Regions from separate parts of the Canis lupus genome. Here region 1 is linked to region 2. The links are chromatin contacts, called in public Hi-C maps. All regions are on one chromosome and are shown on one strand. Each heading gives the region's core, a stretch centred on a gene start, on an enhancer-like site or on the middle of the called end of the contact. The rest is flanking DNA. Distances are from core to core; before and after follow the strand shown.

Evidence for each region. A called contact is a pair of places that touch in the nucleus more often than the background predicts.
Region 1: a contact with region 2 is called in a Hi-C map of blood, with 7 times the contacts expected there. The contact joins the promoter of XNDC1 here to the promoter of LOC609621 in region 2. A contact is called at or near these places in 2 of 9 Hi-C or Micro-C datasets (amygdala and blood).

What each region holds. Positions count from the first base shown.
Region 1 is chr21:26,280,429-26,283,128 of UU_Cfam_GSD_1.0, reverse strand. It overlaps XNDC1 (Xrcc1 N-terminal domain containing 1), which reads right to left and starts at 1,364. Exons shown (of 10, transcript NM_001374471.1): 1 at 787-1,364. It overlaps RNF121 (RING finger protein 121), which reads left to right and starts at 1,453. Exons shown (of 9, transcript XM_038568788.1): 1 at 1,453-1,574. The coding sequence starts at 1,512.
Region 2 is chr21:26,088,911-26,091,610 of UU_Cfam_GSD_1.0, reverse strand. It overlaps LOC609621 (folate receptor gamma-like), which reads left to right and starts at 1,349. Exons shown (of 6, transcript XM_038568793.1): 1 at 1,349-2,252. It overlaps ANAPC15 (anaphase-promoting complex subunit 15), which reads right to left and starts at 2,072. Exons shown (of 5, transcript XM_038568805.1): 1 at 1,934-2,072. It overlaps LOC106560171 (transmembrane O-methyltransferase), which reads left to right. Exons shown (of 4, transcript XM_038568794.1): 4 at 1-73.

The sequences.
Region 1 (2,700 bases), core at 115-2,614, 190 kb before region 2:
AGAATTTTTCCCCATAGACTGGAAACATATCCAGCTAATTGTGACAATAGTTGTGTCTCGGAAAGATGAAAGGGTACTGGGTCTGAGAATTGAAGACACAGAGAAGTTCAACCTTATATAATATCTGTATTATTTTATCTTTTTAAAAAATGAGGACGCAAAAAAAAATGAGGACGCAAATTGATCATGATGTCAATAGTCAATTTGGGGTGATTGGGTATAAGGTGATTACAATATTCTCTGCATTGTTTCACATAATAACAATTCCCATTTTAAGTAAATAAGATGCCTGTAGATGGTGTAAATATTACCCTGTAACTTCTGGTTGGTCCTAAAACAAAGTTGACAGGCACCCTAGTGGGAGTCCACTGCTCATCCCTGGCACTATTCTCCCCCATAGATCCAGCTGGGATGCTCAGGGGTTAAGTGTGCAGGGGCCACAGGTTGTAAGTTGTAAGAAGTAAGGCTAACAAGGGGTTGGAAATGAGTTAGCAAGTTTAAGTTGGGGCGCAGCACAGAGAATACAGATGGGAGCTGGGGATGCAGGACGCGTAGTCGGAAAGAGTATCGAGATGTGTGAAGTGATCCTAAGGCGTGAGAGGCCAAGAAGCAGTTTGGGGCAGTGGAGGTCGCGCGAGGCTCTTCTAAGCCGCGCAGCACCCCCCCCCCCCCAAAAAAAAAAACCTTGGAACACGCTGTTTTGTGTATTCCTGCTCCGCCACCCATTCTCGGCAACTTTCCTCCGCATCAACAGCCTCCCAAAGCCCCTCACCCGGGACAACGGACCTCGAAGAGCCACCGCAGCCTCAGACCGTGGACCACGAACCCATTCTCCCGCCAATTCGGCCCTCTGACCTCCGCTGTCTGACCTGGATCACGCCTCTGACGCCTCTCCAGGTCCGGGAAATTGCTCTGTGGCCTCAAGAAGCCGCTGTTTCTGAAAAATGACTCCCATCGAGGCAAGAAGACATTCGCTAACAGCAAGAAAAATACATTTCGTGTGTATCTATGTATGCTTTACGTCTATTTTTAAATGTATATTTTTAGGCATATATTATGCAAATTTTCACTCGCTACAAGTCTTTCAGAGCTCGGAACTTAAACTTCCGGGTCAGATTCAATGCATTCTGGGAAATGTAGTCCTTGGCCTCCACGCTTCACTTCTTGGAGCTCAGAGTGAGGGAGCGTCGCGAAAGTTGACGATTTAGAGACCCTTCTCTTTGGCTGTCCAAAAGGGAGAATTGGTGAAATATTTGCACTGAGAATAATACAAACCCAATTTCTCATTTTCCAAGAACCCTCCTTCACGGAAGCTTGGAAGTGCACGGAAACCTTCCCTCCCTGACCTTTACGGAGTAGCAGGTAGACGGTCTCTTAGTCCCTCTCGGAGCTCCGCCTGTCTTGATGCCCCGCCCCCCTGCTGGAGCTCGAGCCGCCGATTGGCTAGGAGCACTTGAGCGGCGGAAGCAGCTGGCTAGCGGGGGGACGAAGGGAGGGGGAGAGTTGTGAAGATGGCGGCAGTGGTGGAGGTGGAGGTTGGAGGAGGTGCTGCCGGGGAACGGGAGCTAGATGAGGTAAGAAGAGTTCAGAGTCAAGGAGGGAAGAGGCTCAGCATGAAATTGAAGGGAGGGGAGGAGAGTAAGGTCCTGGGGGAGGCGGGACCCTGAAAGGGAAGGAGCCAACTGGGGGGCGGGTGCGAGGAGAGTGAAATCAGAGGTACCCTGGGCTCGGGGACTCAGAGGCGGTCATGGGGGTAGGAGACTTGCAGTAACCTCAAGGGTGGAGGTGGAGGACAGGGAGAGAAGCCAGGGAGGGTGGGGGGGTTAAGATTTGAGATTATTAGCTGGGGGTCCTAGGGTGTGACTGAAGGGCTCAGAGGGAGCTTGAGTTGGAGGGGCGTGGACTTCTGTAAGGGAAGGCCGGGCTTTCGCCGTGGGAGAGTCGAGTCTGGATTTGGGGTGGGGGTTGGGGACGCGGACCGCGGGAGAGTGCTAGTCTACTAGTGATATAGCGTTATTTTTATGTAAGAACTATTTTATCTATCCTTACACTCTAGGACTTTGTACATAATGTGCACTCAGTAAAGTTTTGGGCACTGAATGGATGAATGAATGATTATATACCGGAATTCATTCACTCAGTTGACAAACATTACATGCTGTCTTTGTGCTGAGTCCTGGACTAAGTGCTAGGGATATAGGGGCCCTCCCATGGAACAGCCCATAGCCTAGCGGTGGGAGACCCACAAGGCAGACAAGTCATTGCATCAGCGGTATAATGGTGGCACTGAAAAGAGGGGACCAATTCATTTGGGGCTAGAGAAGGCTTCCCAGAGGAACTGAATCTTATGGGATAAATGATTCTCTATTTCTGGCGCCTTCTGGACGTATTAGTTCTTTGAAGGTGAGCTCCTTGAGGATGTATGTCCCCTTTTCCTGTTTAATAGGCGTTGAACAACTGATGTATTAAATTGCCAGTGGCCCTTGAATCACTGGGAGGGAAAGGGACCCTGAGTTTGAAAGGAATGAAGGGATGGCGCTGAGAAGTAAAGAGAAGGTGACAAAGGAAAGGGAGATGATTCTGAGGCCAAAGGTATATTCAGAACAAGGGGTGCTTGTGACTTTGCACAGGACAGTAGATGGACAGCACAGAGGGATGGGAGGAAAGGGATTGATTGCCAGGAGTGGAATCGAGGGGATC
Region 2 (2,700 bases), core at 100-2,599:
TCACTTAACCTCTATGAGCCTCAGTTTCCTCATCTGTAAAATGGGGGGAATAATAACAATTATACCACCCTCATACTTATTCTGATAATTTACTTTATGGAGAAGTAAAGTAGTTCAAGGGGAGGCGTGGAGGGGAATGGAAGCCAAATGTAGAGCTATGAATCCAGAATGCAGACTGGCATTACAAAATCAGAGGCAGCAGGGCTCCTCTGGTCCTATCCTTACCTCCTCCAAACACTAAGACCTACTTTTTGCCCCTCTATGATGATCCATACCATACTTACCCAGTGTCAGAAATTTAGGACACTAACCACCTCTCTCATGAACCAGCTAAACTGGGGTGGGGTGCAGCAGGGTTCAGGAAGACATTCTAAAGGCATGAGTAAATGAATGAATAAGTAAATGGAAAGCTGAATGAACTAACGTGAATGGATAATGTAAATTCGGCACGGATTAAAAGCAGCTGAGGGGGACCGGAAAGGTCCCAGAGAATTTGAATTAAAACCTTTCAGCTCACAGGAAAATTGAGGCCCTGCGACAGGCAACGACTGGCTCTAGGTCACAAGTGAGCTGGGGCATCATATTCCGCGGGGAAGAAATCGAGGCCAGGCACTAGAGGAGATGAGCAGGAGAAATAGACCGACGTCTACTTCTGCTTTTGCCCTAAACTCATTTAGCCGATCCCGGGCCCGCCGCTGCCCTTCCGTGAACCTCAGCTTCCCGGGCCGTGTCAGCAGCACAACTAGCCATCCTCACTCCCGGCCGGTCGTAGGAGAGGCCAGAGCCCGAGGCTCCGAAAGCCCCCCCCCTCGCCGCAAAGCCCCCGCCCACTCTTTGCTCATTATGATAATGACCGCGGGGTGGACCAACACGAAGAATGCAGGGGCGGGATTCGAGCAGGCATTTACCCTTATAGGGCTGCTAATCGCGAAAGGAGCGGGGCCTGAATGGGGCCAATTAACTGGGAGGAATGGTGGGTGACAGAAACGGACACCAATGAGGGACGGATCTCGGGCGACTGGGTGGGGCTTAGCCTCGAGGAAGCGGCCAATGAACTGGAGCTCTTTAATGTGGAAAGGAGTCGGAACGTGGAGCCCCTGAGAAGCCGGGTCAGGACCGCGGGGGTCCTCCGGGAGAGGGAGACGAGAAGGGGCAAGGAGACAGAGGCCGCAGCCTGGCTTCCGTACTTACCGCGCCAGGAGGCGGCAGCCGGCGGCGACCCGGAAGCACTTCTCTCTGCCCGAGCGGAAGAACCCACCAGAGCCCGGGAACCACCGACGCATGCGCCTTTGCTCTCCTTTTGTTTCCCGCTCCCGCCCACCCCACCGGATGTGACGTTACACACCTCAGTCACGTAGTTGAGGTTGGAAATTTGCATACTCCGTTGGCCCCTCCTTGAGCCTCCGCCCTTCGGCTTCCCCTGTCTGCCCGCCCCCCCGCCAACGGCCCCATCGAACCCCGCCCATTCGTCCCTAGCCAGGATCTGCTTGCCAAGCCCTGCTGGAAAATAGCTGGCAGCAGCTACCTGCTTTAGCACTGGAACTCTTTGTCCTGCCGCGCGTCCCAAGAAAATTCGTTTGCTTCTACCCCCAAATCGCGGGGCGATATTATGCCCCTTCTGTCTGTCTTTTCTCACCCTCAGCTTCTTGGTTGGTGCATGTATGTATGACTTCAGCAGAAATAGTTGAGTCCCTACTGTATTCCAGGCTCTGCTAGAAGCTGGGGATGAATCTAGATCACGGTCCCTGCCCCCGTAGACCTCACAGTCCAGGGGAGAAGCCAGGCTCCACAGACCCACAGTGGACTCAGCGGTTTCTTACGACTGCCTGTCCAGCTCTGCATCTGAGTTCATGTACGGGTTTCAGTGACCAGTCAGCCTCAGGACACCACTTTTGGGGAATTCAGTTGCCCTTTCCGGGACTGGTCTAAATACCTTTAGTGGTCAGCCTCGTCATCTCTCCCAGTCCTTTGTTGATGAGTCTGTTCTGGTAACCGCTGAGTCAGCCTCCCCTTCAGAGATCATGCCTTCTGTCAAACGGCAGTTCTTCGAACCCAACCCCCCCATTAAGCTCCATCACCCACCAGCCTCTTCTAGAGCTAGCAATCATCCCTGATTCTGCTCCTGACCACTCCAGATGTGTGAGCTTTAACAAGTCCTTTTTCCACCCCGGTCTGGATTCAGTTTCCTCTTCAACCATAAACTTCATAAACTGCGCATCCTTCCTCCTATCCTGGACTGATGTGAGGATTTGGTGAGACTACATGTTTAAGTGGTAGTGTACTGTGTATGTTAACGTGATTGTGTTTCCAAGCAGTTCTGGTAGTCATGAAGCTTTTCATTAAAGAATAAAATTTGGGGCAGCCCCGGGTGGCTCAGCGGTTTGGCGCCGCCTTCAGCCCAGGACCTGGTCCTGGAGACCTAGGATCGAGTCCCAGGATCGAGTCCCACGTCGGGCTCCCTGCATGGAGCCTGCTTCTCCCTCTGCCTGTGTCTCTGCCTCTCTTTCTGTGTCTCTCATGAATAAATAAACAAAATCTTTCTTAAAAGTGAAGAGTAAAATTTGCCTCTTGGAAATGTCCACCTTTTTCATTCATTCATTCTACAAGTACGTACTTAGTGCCTTACTATATGCCTGTCACTAGTCTAAGTAGTGGGTATACAATAGGGAACAAAACAGATGCCCCCCAACAATCTCCATG